2 separate regions of the Oncorhynchus mykiss genome follow, and region 2 is linked to region 1. Evidence: chromatin contacts called from public Hi-C data. All regions are on one chromosome and are shown on one strand. The core of a region is the stretch at or near the end of the contact, and the rest is flanking DNA. Distances in the headings are between cores, read along the strand shown. Region 1 holds the start of LOC110537779 (neuronal vesicle trafficking-associated protein 2). Region 2 has its middle 26 kb from the start of LOC110537780.

Region 1 (4,115 bases), core at 849-3,348:
CATGGGCCAGCATCCTGTGGAATGCTTTGGACACCTTGTAGAGTCCATGCCCTGACGAATTGAGGCTATTCTGAGGGCAGAAGTTTGTTTCTCGAGGTAAGGGACAAATGGAGCTTGGGTTAGGGTTATGTTTGAGGTTAGCATTAAGGCTGTAATAATAACAGCAAACCCGAACCCTTAAAGGGTATTGCAATGGCCCTACAGCTGTAATGCTAAGCACAAACCACAAACCTAATAGGTCTCCCCCCCCCCCCCCAGCTCCCAATTCCACATGTTTTACTTGTTCATACAGTAGATTGATGGGATGGATGCATGTTTTCATGTATATTTGCGCCCTCTTGTGGTGTTTAGTGAAACAGATTTTGGTATTGATGGCCAGATTAAACAGGTGGACAATACAGCCCTTTAATATAACGTACATACAGACAGATAAAACATAGGCTAACACTTTCAATGCACTATATTTATATTTGATGATGGACAGATCATTGCTTTTCTCATCGACACCATTCTGTATACTTCCGGCCCTTCTTTGGACACTGTGTTAACAACCCTCCAGGCAAGCTTCAATGCCATACAACTCTCCTTCCGTGGCCTCCAACTGCTCTTAAATACAAGTAAAACTAAATGCATGCTCTTCAACCGATCACTACCTGCACCTACCCGCCTGTCCAACATCACTACTCTGGACGGCTCTGACTTAGAATACGTGGACAACTACAAATACTTAGGTGTCTGGTTAGACTGTAAACTCTCCTTCCAGACCCATATCAAACATCTCCAATCCAAAGTTAAATCTAGAATTGGCTTCCTATTTCGCAACAAAGCATCCTTCACTCATGCTGCCAAACATACCCTTGTAAAACTGACCATCCTACCAATCCTCGACTTTGGCGATGTAATTTACAAAATAGCCTCCAATACCCTACTCAACAAACTGGATGCAGTCTATCACAGTGCAATCCGTTTTGTCACCAAAGCCCCATACACTACCCACCATTGCGACCTGTACGCTCTCGTTGGCTGGCCCTCGCTTCATACTCGTCGCCAAACCCACTGGCTCCATGTCATCTACAAGACCCTGCTAGGTAAAGTCCCCCCTTATCTCAGCTCGCTGGTCACCATAGCATCTCCCACCTGTAGCACACGCTCCAGCAGGTATATCTCTCTAGTCACCCCCAAAACCAATTCTTTCTTTGGCCGCCTCTCTTTCCAGTTCTCTGCTGCCAATGACTGGAACGAACTACAAAAATCTCTGAAACTGGAAACACTTATCTCCCTCACTAGCTTTAAGCACCAACTGTCAGAGCAGCTCACAGATTACTGCACCTGTACATAGCCCACATATAATTTAGCCCTATCAACTACCTCTTTCCCAACTGTATTTAATTTATTTATTTATTTTGCTCCTTTGCACCCCATTATTTTTATTTCTACTTTGCACATTCTTCCATTGCAAAACTACCATTCCAGTGTTTTACTTGCTATATTGTATTTACCTTGCCACCAAGGCCTTTTTTTGCCTTTACCTCCCTTCTCACCTCATTTGCTCACATTGTATATAGACTTGTTTATACTTTATTATTGACTGTATGTTTGTTTTACTCCATGTGTAACTCTGTGTTGTTGTATCTGTCGAACTGCTTTGCTTTATCTTGGCCAGGTCGCAATTGTAAATGAGAACTTGTTCTCAACTTGCCTACCTGGTTAAATAAAGGTAAAATAAAATAAAATAAATAAAAATCTGATTATCTTTTCCATTAATTGTGGCATAGGGGCTGGATATACAAAACAGATGGCTTGGGACGGGGACCTTTCTTGACATTAAATCACTTTTGATGTCTCAAAACATCTGTCAAATTTGGACTTTGAAGTGCAATAATGCCCCTTTTTACGGTCTTGCACTTTAGTCCTTCTTTACCAAGCCTATATAGCCTCCAGTAGATAAGACTATTATGCAGAGGGAGAGATACAGACACGGCACAGTTCTAACGTTGTCTCTAGGTGGCGATAAAGACTAAAAAACACAACTAAATGGGGTTTGTGGTCTTTTTCAAGTCAGGCATTACAAATGTGCGATTTCATTCAAAAATCCCCCTAGCGGCGCCAGATGCAAGCATAAAGTGAAGAGGCAGTGTTTGGAATCGGGTTCTGGGTTGCCTACGGAGCCCGCTAGTCTCTGCAGTTCCCTGCATCAACATCGCTGAGCTTTGATTGCAACTCCGCCCGGTCTGCCTGCATGCATCTGCTCCTTGCATCCTGTCTTTGATATAACAAAACAGCAGACGAAGAAACGAAAAGGACTTATACAAGTGCGTCCATCGTAAGTAGATGTTTTAGTTTGAGCTCTTTTGTTTTTGGACGAAAAGAATGGCGAAGTAGTCTAGGCTAGGCTACTGCAGGTGCATCCCTATGCAGTTACCCTATGAACGGATATAAGATGTATTTTGACGCCTGCTCTATGGCGCTGGAAAATGGGATTTTCCATCTTCTTTTTTTTTTCACCACCAATATTTAATTTATCCAATATTTAGAAAATTAAAACGAGCGTTTTATTAGACTGTAAAAAAAGTATAAATATAAAGTTAAAGTTCAAATCCGATGTATGTAATTTAATGTTCAAAGAAAAAACATTGATTTGCGTGCTCAGTAGATGTTTTATTGTATGATAAATTAGACATGTACAATTAACTAACAGTGTCTGTCATATTTACAGCATCTGCTTGAGAAGTGCACTATTTTTATATTGGTAAAGATGGTTAAACTGGGGAGCAATCTACAAGACAAAGGCGCTAAACCGGTCAGTGTGGAGGATGGCTTCCAAAACGTGCCGCTCATCACCCCTCTGGATGTCGGTAATCTCCAGTATGGAGCCCCAGACAAGGTAAAATGGACTGTCTGTCTGCTGAGATTTCCTCTGATTCACACACACTCCTTGATTTATGGCCAAAGCCATTACATAATAAAACAGCAAACCCATCTCTTTGTCATCTCAATTGCCCTGTTGCCTCCTTTGTTTAAAACAGATTAAAGAAGCCCTTGCTGTTTATAACTGGGATGCACATCATCCATTCTAGGAAACCAGCAAACATGTCATCCCTAATTTACTTTGACAAGGGGTTTTATTTTTGAACCAGACTGCGTCTCATTACACAGGATGATTCATGAATTGACTAAAGCCATATAACAGTTTTGATTATTACATTTCCAGTGCTGCCTCACTGAACTGAATATGTTAATATGATTGATATGAGTGATGATATTTCTAATTGTTTAATAATGCACATAATTTAATCTTACTTTGAAGTGATTTTCAATCAAAACAGCTCCATATGATCAAAGTAGTTTAGAATATATATTTTTTCCATAGGAGTGAAGGACAGATCCTTTGTTGTGTTATCACAAGGCCTACAGTACCTACTGAAGTCATTTCATGCATGTTTGACTTCAGGAGTGAATGCTGATATGCTGAAATGATGCTCCTCTGTGATTTATTTGTCAGCTCCCAGCCTATCATAAGGCTTGTGTTTGGCTTATTTGATCAGCAGCACAGAAGAGCCCATGGCCCCATGCAGGCTGAACCCGTCACTCTGTAGTAAACATTAGGGGAAGAGCCCTGGCACCTTTGCAGAGTGGTGTTTCAGCCCTCGTCTTGGATTCTGCTGTCTTAACCCGAGGAGGAATTGGAGCACCATTCAGGATTTTCAATGGGTTGATAAATGCCTCTAAATGTAAAAAAAAATAAAAAAAAGATTTACCATGCAGAGGGTCAGCTAAGTACATATTTTGTGGTTGTTTGGAGATGGAGTTGTTGAAGTGGACTAGGTGCCATGCCAGTAGATTTCCCCAAGGTGGTTGGAGAAAGGAAAAATGTAAAGACTCATACAGCCTTGGAAAATACCAAAGATTTAGTTTTTTATGCGGAATTATTGACATTTGAAACAGTAGAGTTAAGGCTCATTTCATGACGTGTTTACAGTGGTCCTGTGTTTGCTGAACAGGGCAAATTACATGGCTCAAGAAACACAAGGAAATCAGATGGTTTGAATAGGCTACTTGGTTTGTCGTCTTTGAATATATGAAGAGTAGAACTCACTAGCTCCTTTTAAAACTGG
Region 2 (4,053 bases), core at 328-2,827, 61 kb before region 1:
CAGTAGGCATTTCTACCCCTCAGGCTGTTCCTGGCTGGCCAATGACCTCCCGCCCCGCTAGGTTGTTAATCTCTTGCCAGCCTTGAGAGTGAAAGGATTAATCAGCTGAATTACTGGAAGTTATCGGTCTCAATCAATTAGGTCTTACAGGGAGAGCCGTGTGACCTCCTCCCAATGCAGCTCTGACCAATCCCAACAGCAGTAGGGAGGGAGGGGATTCCTATCAGTCACACAGCACAGAACCTGCTCCCCTGCCTTACAGGGTAGAGGCAGTCAGGCGAACACATAGGCTATGCCCTCAGACTCTGTCAAACAGATACAACCCACACACTCCTACTCCTACTAACACAAACAGTGCTGTGTACATACTGTAACTGGCTGCACAAACAGACTAATTGACGGGGGGGATGTACAAACACACAGGCTCCTATGACCTACACACACACACAGACTGATTGACGGGGGGGATGTACAAACACACAGGCTCCTATGATCTAAACACACACACAGACTGATTGACGGGGGGGATGTACAAACACACAGGCTCCTATGACCTACACACACAGACTGATTGACGGGGGGGGGGGGGGGGGGGGGGTGTACATACACACAGGCTCCTATGACCTACACACACACACAGACTGATTGACGGGGGGGAGGCTCCTATAATCTACACACACACACAGACTGATTGACGGGGGGGGGGGGGGGGATGTACAAACACACAGGCTCCTATGACCTACACACACACACACAGACTGATTGACGGGGGGATGTACAAACACACAGGCTCCTATGACCTACACACACACACAGACTGATTGACGGGGAGGGGGGGGAATGTACAAACACACAGGCTCCTATGACCTACACACACACAGACTGATTGACGGGGGGGATGTACAAACACAAAGGCTCCTATAATCTACACACACACACAGACTGATTGACGGGGGGGGGGAGGGGATGTACAAACACACAGGCTCCTATGACCTACACACACACCCAGACTGATTGACGGGGGGGGGGGGGGGGGGATGTACAAACACACAGGCTCCTATGACCTACACACACACCCAGACTGATTGACGGGGGGGGGGGGGGGGGGGGGGGGGGGATATACAAACACACAGGCTCCTATGACCTAAACACACACCCAGACTGATTGACGGGGGGGGGGGGATGTACAAACACACAGGCTCCTATGACCTACACACACAAACAGACTGAAAACAAGACACGTGCCCAAGAACAATGTGCAAAAAAACAGTGCGGAACTCAAGAATATCCTCTGAAAATGCATATTTTCATTGCATGGGGACTGTATATTTTCAGTACATTCAGATTCTCCCTAACAGTATTGCAGACAGTGCTATAAAATGATAGCTACGGACTTTCACCACAGATCAGAGAAGTTGGTTAAAAACACATTGACAGAGCTCATGTGGAGGTCTCTGTTTATGGCAGGGGAGAGAGGGGGTGGGGGGGAGGGGGGGGGGGGGGTGGTAGATAAGGGTGTGCCCTCCCTTCTCATTCCACAGAAGTGTGTGAGGCCTTTATCAATCTGCCCTATCAGCTCCACTGTTGTCATGCAGGAAAGACACTCCGCTGAGTTGAATGTCTAGCCTCTTCAACCTTTGAAACATGCTGGCTCACCCTTACCTCCCTCTCTGATCAAGGTGCGTGATTAATGGATCTAGCCGGGGGGAAATCTGAAGAATGTTCAGCAATTTCACGGAAGTTTGACTAGCAAAAATGCATCTATTACTATCAAGACCAACGATTGGTCACATTTCTAGTGTTTCCTGTACATGTACTGTACATGACCAGGTCACATGTGTTGTTGTTCTGTTTGGCCAAGTGCTTAGCATGGGTTGGTTATGTAAACGCTGGAACAGAACCGAGTAAGAGGTGCATTTGTTAACTGGTGAGAATGAAGGAAAACAGCCCTGCAGATTAGATTAACAGTGGACTATGACTGACACTCACACAGCAGAGCTGTAGCCCCCCCCAGCCTTGTGTTGTTCCTCACATGACTATCTCTCCTCTGCACACTGCACTAGCCCTCTGTCCTTGTGTTGTATCTCTGCCCTGCACTCTGTTTGGGCAGTCAGCATGGTGACGTACTGTATGTGCAGGGCTGGGTGTCTCTGGGTGGCTAATTAGGCCACAAATGATCTATTTAGTCCGCCCAAAACTAAGAAGTGAGAGATTCTGAGTCGGCTTGTGAACAAAGCTGCCATACAGTGCCTGCTGAAGGGCCGTCCCCTTGCTGTGTTTGACATGCGGATGTGACAGAGGCTGTGACGTTCCTTATCACATTTAATTGACTTTTTCCAGGCTCTTTAGATGGCACATCCTCTAATTGTGTATGAGCATGACTAACTTGTGTATGTATGTAAATCATAATGTAATTTCTTTGCTTGTATACTGTTAGAGTGGACGCGTTTATGACTAAGATTGCCTTATGGTATATGATCTACAGTATTGTTGTTTAACTGGCTGAACTAATGATTTTGATAATGAGTTTGACTTACTCTCATAGACATACACTCATGAAAACTAATATTGACATACTGTACACTCATATATACATACTGTAGACTCATATATACATACTGTACACTCATATATTCATACTGTACACTCATATATACATATTGTACACTCATATATACACACTGTATACTCATATATTCATACTGTACACTCATAGATACATACTGTACACTCATGTATACATACTGTACACTCATATATACATACTGTACACTCATATATACACACTGTATACTCATATATACATACTGTACACTCATAGATACATACTGTACACTCATATATACATACTGTACACTCATATAGACATACTGTACACTCATATAGACATACTGTATACTCATATAGACATACTGTACACTCATGTATACATACTGTATACTCATATATGCATACTGTACACTCATGTATACATACTGTACACTCATATATACATACTGTATACTCATATAGACATACTGTACACTCATATATGCATACTGTACACTCATAGATACATACTGTACACTCATGTATACATACTGTACACTCATATATACATACTGTACACTCATATATATATACGTATACTCATATATACATACTGTACACTCATATAGACATACTGTATACTCATATAGACATACTGTACACTCATGTATACATACTGTACACTCATATATACATACTGTACACTCATATATATATACTGTATACTCATATATACATACTGTACACTCATATAGATTTATAAAGACTCAATGACGAGACGAAGTGTGACAATGATGCAGTCTAGTTATTCAGGCGCTCCAGATCCCTCCAAAGTCATGTGTCTGGTGAGAGGTTAGGCATGGTTGTGTGTCACATTGTCACCTGACCCAAACTCTTCTGTTTTGCTGAATGAATTACAGAACAAGATTTGTGCAGAGATGTCCAAATTTCTCTCAACTGGCTACCACGTGTGTTTCTGTTAGCAAAAAGCTAGTATGTTTGTGCGGGTGAGTGTAAAGTACAGCATAATCTGCTTGTGACTATGTGCCTGTAATCAGCTGTGTGTGTGTGTGTGTATTTCATTGCGCATGTGTATTTGTGTGTGTGTCTGTTATTGCGCATGTGTTTACAGTATGTGTGTGTGTGTGTTTGTTTGTGTGTGTGGGTGTCAGTGAGCGCTCTGAGTGTTGGGGGAAGGGTAGCTAGCTAGCTAACTAAGTGAGTGAATTATGCTATTATGCATTTGCATGTGTAGATAGATACAGTCCACACAGTAGGGGGTGGATAACATAGAATTACACGAGAAGTAAACCGATAACCGTGCTTCTACACCTGCATTGCTTGCTGTTTGGGGTTTTAGGCTGGGTTTCTGTACAGCACTTTGAGATATCAGCTGATGTACGAAGGGCTATATAAATACATTTGATTTGATTTGATCTTTTATAAGCCATGGAGGGATGAGAGACTGGCGCAGCTGGGTGGTACGTGTTTCTCTTACACAATCCCCAAATTTCCATTGAGTGA

Evidence for each region. Hi-C and Micro-C count contacts between places; a contact is called where the count stands out from the background.
Region 2: a contact with region 1 is called in a Hi-C map of blood, with 5 times the contacts expected there. A contact is called at or near these places in 3 of 3 Hi-C or Micro-C datasets (blood and liver).

The regions. Positions count from the first base shown.
Region 1 is chr12:54,147,444-54,151,558 of USDA_OmykA_1.1, reverse strand. LOC110537779 (neuronal vesicle trafficking-associated protein 2) reads left to right here and starts at 2,098. Exons shown (of 5, transcript XM_021624159.2): 1 at 2,098-2,323; 2 at 2,717-2,884. The coding sequence starts at 2,756.
Region 2 is chr12:54,207,520-54,211,572 of USDA_OmykA_1.1, reverse strand. No RefSeq gene overlaps it. Among protein-coding and RNA genes, the nearest start is that of LOC110537780, 26 kb to the right of the region's middle.